2 separate regions of the Rattus norvegicus genome follow, and region 1 is linked to region 2. Evidence: chromatin contacts called from public Hi-C data. All regions are on one chromosome and are shown on one strand. Each heading gives the region's core, a stretch centred on a gene start, on an enhancer-like site or on the middle of the called end of the contact. The rest is flanking DNA. Distances are from core to core; before and after follow the strand shown. Region 1 holds the start of Tigd2 (tigger transposable element derived 2). Region 2 has its middle 34 kb from the start of Tigd2.

Evidence for each region. Hi-C and Micro-C count contacts between places; a contact is called where the count stands out from the background.
Region 1: a contact with region 2 is called in a Hi-C map of the A7r5 cell line, with 5 times the contacts expected there. The contact joins the promoter of Tigd2 here to the enhancer-like site in region 2. A contact is called at or near these places in 3 of 12 Hi-C or Micro-C datasets (the A7r5 cell line, frontal cortex and mammary epithelial cells).

What each region holds. Positions count from the first base shown.
Region 1 is chr4:89,742,949-89,746,830 of GRCr8, forward strand. It overlaps Tigd2 (tigger transposable element derived 2), which reads left to right and starts at 1,568. Exons shown (of 2, transcript NM_001305180.1): 1 at 1,568-1,832; 2 at 1,991-3,882. The coding sequence starts at 2,772. It also overlaps the pseudogene Acbd5-ps1.
Region 2 is chr4:89,709,076-89,712,934 of GRCr8, forward strand. It overlaps the pseudogene Acbd5-ps1. Among named protein-coding and RNA genes, the nearest start is that of Tigd2, 34 kb to the right of the region's middle. Within about 2 kb of position 2,501, at least 39 of the 93 cell types and tissues checked have an H3K27ac peak or open chromatin away from gene starts, as enhancers often do. A contact at or near this core is called in the A7r5 cell line, where this site is marked.

The sequences.
Region 1 (3,882 bases), core at 318-2,817, 33 kb after region 2:
ACCTCCCATTACCTCCTATCCATACCTGACTCGAAAGTTCACTTTTGATAGTATGCCTTCTACATGTTAGACAAATGTATGTCACATGCACAACTACAGAAACACACATTTTACTTAGTGTTTTAAATCCTGAGTCTGCCACAGTTCACAACATATCATACCTCCATAACCACAGACCAAAAGGAGAGACACCAGAAAGAACTAAACCTTTTTTTTTTTTTTTTTTTTTTGGTTCTTTTTCGGAGCTGGGGACCGAACCCAGGGCCTTGCGCTTCCTAGGCAAGCGCTCTACCACTGAGCTAAATCCCCAACCCAGAACTAAACCTTTTAAAGACACTGCTACCTTAAAAATGTTGTTAAAGGCCTGTAAATAGAATTGTTTTGAGTGACAGAGAACAGCTATAAAATGAAACCCCAACCACATTATGGGAAAGGAAATTAGCTTCCAGAAAGTGGGATGGGCAAGCAAGGCAGGAGTTATTTTCCTTTTGTAATATCATAGGCCACAGTGACCCCAGGAGGCTGGAAGAGGAAAGAAATGCCAGGCAAGCAAAGTACAGCCTGATTTCCATGAGGTTGGCCTCTGTGAAAGCTAGCTCTCCTCTGTTAAAGAGACGAGCAGGTGGTGCAGTGTTTTTGCTCACTCCTTAGGAATGAGAAGGGACAAGAGAACTTTTTAAAAGCAATAGAAATGAAATTGTACTTTACTAGAAATGGTCATTCAGAACTGCCCAGATTGCTTCGTTGGAGGCTTGAAGCAGGTAAGAGCTGTGAGAAGTCTACTTTCAGGCAAAATTAGGCCTTGCCCAGCAACGTCATTCCAATGATAGCACAGATAGATCAAAGATCAAAGGATTTCTATTTAATAGGCCAGACAGTGGAAGGCTGGAACTCAGGACGACAGCACAGATATGACTTGGGAGACAGAAGGGGGCCTGGAATCAACATTTCTTCTCTGCAGAGTGAATGCTCAGTCTGATTTCGCTTTCCTGGTACTAGAATTCTATGGGGGAAAAAAAAACCCGTCTGTCTTGAGAAACAGAAGTTAGAATACTCCAGATCAGGTTGTGGTTTATGGAAGAAGGATTTAAAAACAATAACAACATCCAAAAAACGATTGTGCTAGAGAGGGGTCTCTGGGACTGATTCAGGTGGAAGTTTTGAAATTCCGCTTTGACAGCAGGTGGTGATCCTTACATTCCTGCTCCAGCATAAGGTCCTCTGTGCCAAGTGTCTTTCTGGCTCGCCCCTGCTATCTGGCTCTGTGTCGCCGCAGTCGCAGAAGAAGGCACGCAGGCTCTGTGCACTCCCTGGGGTCTTACCTGAATGAAAACCTTGCAATTGCTACTCCTACCTCATTTGCAGTCCGGCCACTTGGAATGACCCTGCGTCGCCCTCTGCTGGCTTCAGCTGTGAGCCACAAGCTGAGTGTCCGGAGGCGGAGCATTGACTAAGTCCCGCCCCTCCTCCAAGAAGCCACGCCCCTCAGCGGGCTCGCCCGCGCATCCCCGCCCCCTCGCCGACAACACGTTCCTGCGGGGGCGCGCGCGCGTACCTAATCCCCTGCCTTCCGGCTTGGCCGCGCAGCTCCGTTGCGCGCTCACTCTGCGGCGGCTGGCGGGGTCGGCTTCGCTGGGGACTTCCATTGCTGGCTCTGTTTTCTGGCCGGTCAGGCAGAACGATGCCCGCTCCCTGCTTCCCGGCGTCCCGCGCGCCCGGTGACCATTAGCCCGCTGCAGGGTTGTGGCGGTGATCCCCTGCCTCCGACTTTCACCCAGCGTCCGGCTCGGAGCTTGCTGGCCGGCGGGGAGAGGCCCTGGTAGTGTCAGGAGGTAGGCTCTCAGCTCCCGGGTGGTGCCTGCGAGCGTTAATTTGTCTATTACCTGTCAGGTTGATAGGTGGAGATGACCTAGCCACAGTTGCAGGGGTAGGTATGAGTAATATCGTGGACTGATACTGAAAAGAAAACGTGTTTGATATTTTCCTATAGGTTTCAAAGGCTCGAGTACCTCTACAGACCCAGCAGCTACTTCTGTGGTCATGGAGATCATCTTCTACCAGGATTAATGTACGATCTTCACCCAGCTTATCACCCCCTAGTTGCAGCGTTGGGTCCTGATTTCCACCAATGAAGTTTTTTTATCCTTTCTTGAATCATGTGACATTACTTCTTGTCCGCTGTTTCCCTTTCAGTTGCCAAATCCATTAGCTATAAGTTCTTGTTGATTTAAAGTACTGAATTGTTTGCCTGTCCCCTTACACTGACAGCTCACCTCTGCTAGCTATGACTTTCATAGGTACTCACCAGGAGTCCTTGCCTTGAATCGGGCAGAATCGACAGAGACAACAACAGTCAGGCAGTGAGTCGTCCTGCTCTGTTTTTCTGTCTGTTAAGTGTGCAAGCCCGAGTAAAACTGTATTCTTGAACATAGCGTAAGAAAAACGAAAAATAATCCCGCGGTAATGGCAAAAGTTGATGGTCATGAGAATATTTTAGAAACCTCGGTGGCAGGGCAGTATTGATTCAGCTTCCAGTAAGGCTGCAATTCAAGAAAAGAGCAAGGAGGAAGAAGAGAAAATAGGGTTCACTTGAGCTATTCCTTGTTGTAGGAACAGGTTAAGTTCTAAATGAAATGAAAAAATCAGACTTTCTTTGAAAATTGTTATACCATCCAAGTCCTAGGGTACAGCTGAGGACTCTTAAGCCTCCATTTTCTGGTCTCTTTGTGTTCACATCCAAGTTGTTAATTGTCTAAAATAATTAGGCTAAAATGTTGGGAAAACGTAAACGTGTGGTATTGACAATTAAAGACAAACTTGACATTATTAAGAAGCTTGAAGAAGGCAACTCCTTCAAAAAACTCTCTGTCCTGTATGGAATTGGTGAATCCACAGTTCGTGACATTAAAAAAAACAAAGAGAGAATTATAAACTATGCCAACAATTCAGATCCTACTAGTGGGGTATCCAAGCGTAAGTCTATGAAGTCATCAACATATGAGGAGCTTGACAGAGTTATGATAGAATGGTTTAATCAACAGAAAACAAATGGGATTCCAGTGTCTGGAACTATTTGCGCAAAGCAGGCTAGGTTCTTTTTCGATGCCTTGGGTATGGAAGGTGATTTTAATGCCTCTTCTGGTTGGCTTACTAGGTTTAAGCAGCGTCATGGTATTCCAAAGGCTGCTGGTAAAGGCACAAAGTTAAAAGGGGATGAAACTGCTGCCAGTGAATTTTGTGGTAACTTTCAGGAATTTGTGAAAAGAGAAAATCTCCTACCAGAACAAATTTATGGTGCTGATCAAACTGGATTGTTCTGGAAATGTCTACCAACAAGGACATTGGCTTTTGACACTGACCAGAGTACTTGTGAGTATAGGACAAGCAGAGAAAGAATCATTATTATGTGTTGTGCAAATGCCACAGGTTTACACAAGCTTAATCTTTGTGTGGTGGGAAAAGCAAAAAGACCCCGTGCGTTCAAAGGAACTGACCTTTCAAACCTTCCTGTTACGTACTTCAGTCAAAAAAGTGCGTGGATCGAGCCCTCTGTTCTCAAACAGTGGTTTGAGAAGTGCTTTGTGCCACAGGTGCAGAAGCATCTGAAATCCAAAGGGCTTCGAGAAAAGGCAGTACTACTTTTAGATTTTCCTGCAGCACATCCTGCCGAAGAACTGTTGAACTCAGATGATGGCAGAATAATTGTGAAATATTTGCCGCCAAATGTCACAAGTCTAATTCAACCTATGAGCCAAGGAGTTCTAACCACTGTCAAAAGATATTACAGAGCAGGACTTATCCAAAAATACATGGATGAAGGAAATGACCCTAAATTGTTTTGGAAGAATTTGACAGTGTTGGATGCAATTTATGAGGCATCCA
Region 2 (3,859 bases), core at 1,251-3,750:
TGAGCATAGACATGTACCGTAGTGAAAAATTTGTGTGCATGCCCCGTCTGTGGTCCAGCCCAGTTCCTGTGTAGGAGTGTAGGCTCCTCTATATCTTATCTATCCAGTACAGATATTTTCTCTGTCTCTCTGTCTCTCTGTCTCTGTCTCTCTCTCCCTCTCTCTCCCTCTCCCTCTCCTTATCCCTCTCTCTCACTTGCTTTCTCATTCTTTCATTCTTTCATCCTTTCTCTTCCTCATCATACTACGTAGCTCACAGATTCACCTCACTATGTAGCCCAAACTGACCTGGAATTCATGATCCCCTGATTCAATCTTCCAAGTACTGGGATTATGCATTTAAGCCACCATGACTGGCTCCAACAAAGGACTTTTTGGCAGAAGATTGGATTATAATAATGGAGAGACATGGGTCCTGAAACAAACTATACAAAGTAGAGAATTTTTCTGAAGCTTCACGCTATACATTTAAAATTTCCTCTGATTACATTCTACTCCACAATGAGTTTCTTATTTAGAACCAAGTCTTTCCTCAGAATATTTCATTCCCAAAGTTTTCAATGTTTATTGACATTTACTACACAGTTTAGAGTTTCTCATCACAGCTTCCAGATTTAAAAATATCCATGCGAGATTTGAGAGCACTGTCTCAATCATTCCAGTTTAAGTCTTAGTTTAAACCATGGCATCTAAAACCTGCGTGTTAAATAGTTATCAATAACTAGAGATGAATTGGCAGTGTGGATTAATGGTGAAGAGGTTACCCAGAATGCTAGAGGGATAAGAGTATACTATTGTCAGCTAAGATATTATACAATGTATTACATTAGCTCTCCAAATGTTTTGCATGGTGAATTCTATCACTCTAAATAATAACTCCTACACAGTGTAGCATTTTGGTAGTAATAGTGGATATATAGTGATAGACAAAGCATCCAGTAAGTTTCTGGTTGACCTCAGCTAAGTGATATCCAAAGAGGGATATATTAAAGTTGTTACTAATTAGCTTAACTAATCAAGAGAACTCACTGTAAGTATTAGATAGTGGATTCTCTTATTTTAGCACTTAGAACTACGAAGTACTTTACAATAGAAAACTCAGTACCATGGTGGATTCATTTGGGGAGACACTTCAGTTGGTTAAGAGATTGTCTTGAAACTGCAGAGCATGAGATTGAGTATGCATGGAGAAAGCAGGCACACATCTGTAATCTTATACAATAGGGAGGGAGCCGTGGCTGGGTCTCTGGGACTTGCTGAGCAATGATCACTGATAAATCCTCCCTCAAAAAAAAATAGTGGACAGTATCTGGTAGACTGATAGATGAAATTCAACATTGTTCTCCAACCTCAAATTGAACTGAACATACATGCACATATTTGCAACAAACACATATAAACACACACCTGTGTGCTCCACAGATCTATGATTAGTTAGCTAACAAAATATTAGAAAAAATTGTCTCTTCTTCCTGTGCTGAGGTTCCTGTATGACAGGCCAATGTTCCACCACTGAGTAATACCTTGTACAAGTAACATTGTTTGTTTTTAAACAGGGTCTCAGTCTGTAGCCTTACCTAGAATTTTCGAGTTGGACCAGGCTGGTCACAAATTTGTTGGTAGCATCCTGAGTCAGTGTCTCAAATTATGAAATCACACCATCCTATCAAGTTAGTAATATCTGTTTAATGGGAAAAAACTCACAAAAAATTGCCATTTTAATGAAAATGCTTTAGAGAATGTTGTAAATATACAATTTGAAATAAGTCATAGAAAACATCCTGTCGCTTCTTGGCCTTTTGGCTAAGATCAAATATAGAAAACATCCTGCCTACATGCAAGAAATTACAAATGAAACAAAACTAACTCACAGCGAGACCTACTGAGCTTCCTTTGGGCTGACTCTAAATAGCCTGTGACAGGCAGGATGTGTCTCCTGACTCAGTTTTTCAAATGCTTTCTTTCAACCAGTCTTCTACTTTATTTTACTTAAAAAGAGCATCCGGAGACAAATCCGCCAGTTACACTGAGGACATCATGTCACATGGTCAAACAGAAACACCCAAGGAACAGCAGCAGCTTTCACTTAGTGTTCCCTTGACTTGAATAAAAATCAACAACTCCCACACATTGCTTAGTGCCGTGAATGGTTTATATTAATCTGGTGGCTAAAATCAGTGAGAGATAATGAGAAACCTAAAGTTCTAAATGAATGTAAGAGAGGGACACGTGCCATTATCCAAAATACATTACCATAGCAACCAAGTGTGGAGCAAAATGAACGGGAAACATGGCAAGACATCTCAAACCCCATTCGATCTCCAAAAAGTGACAGGTCACCTGCAGCTACCTCTGACTTGAAGTGTCAGGAAAATAAATAAGAACCAACCCCACTGAATTAAAAACAGCCAGCATGAAACACTGTGTTCCTCCTATCTGGTGATCTGCAAATGCTGTGATGACTCACAGCACAGCACAAAGACATCTCAGTTGTGCTCTCTGAGGCACAATCACCACGTCCAGGAAACAGCAACATCTTCTGCTTTTACGAAAAGTTAGCCAAGGCACTTATAGCCTTGCATTTCCTGTTTTCTCCTCCTTTCAATCAGTTGAGAAAACGAATCTGTTCCTCTAGCCCTGGATGACTCACCATGATGGCTTCAATTTGGGAGCTTATCCTGAGATTCATCCAGGGCCAGTGCTTGCTAATCAAACTGTGAAGGGAACTGGGAGCACAAGGCCAGGGCCTCTCCAGAATCCTGGAATGGCAGTGGGTGGGGCTGGATCCCTGAGGCTGTTTCTCCTCCTGTTTTTGAAAGGCTAACAAGAAAAAGCCCCCTTAGCTACTCCTCTGTCTGTTTGTACATACAGATAGCCAGGCCTGAGCCTTGTGACCACTCAGTTCTAGCAATAATCACTGACAGCTGGGTGCAGTCATTCTTCATGAATATTCCCCAGTTGAGATTGTATCTTGCATTTTTATCTTTGGAATCATAATTATCTTTACCGTTTTCTCCATTTTCAGCCCACCTGTTTGAATCAAAATAAAAGGGAACATTAAGTGGTTGCAGGGTGTGTACAATATTTTTTAAGCAAGGTAAATCACTGGGCAACCAAAGACTTGAACAGACAAAACCAGTAATAACAAAAGTAAACAAAGAAAACCCATTTGTCGTCTTGACCTACAGTCTGGCTTACATCCTTGGACTCAGACTGCTCATGGTGCAACCTGATGCAAGAAATCTCTGCTCCATGTAAATCAAGGACGTCAGGAAGAAAGGGGTCCATTTCTTTAGAAAATCGAGGGAGAAAACTGTTTGAAGTAGCATAGGTTTTAGGGAGATGTCTGAAGCTACTGTCAGCCTAGAGACAGACAACCTTTGGTTTCTTTCAAAGCACATGCTCCTCCCATACTTCTCCCATCCCACTGGAACCCAGAGGGACAGGCCTACTGTTGTTTTAACATAAAAACTGAACAGTGGATAAATTCCTTCTCTCTATCTGTTTTTAGAAACCATCTGGAAGGAAAGACACACTAGCCACTCCAACAGCTGCCCGTGAACTCTCCTTTGGGTTGAGCTCTGGCACTTATTTAAAACAGTAAAGTAAGTGAGCGTGATTAGTCTGAGATATTTGGATCCCCACAACCATGCCCTGATGGAAGAGTAGACTCACTTTATCATGGAGTTAAGGTCACCACAGGCAGAAAGTAGATGGCAGATGGTTGTGTTACCATCATAGAGATTTCAATAAAGATAGAGGCCACCATGTATCTTGTCTAGAAAATGAGGATGGTCATCATTGGTTTCCATCTCGGTTAATGACATCATCAAGATGTCAGCACCCATAAAACTTCCTA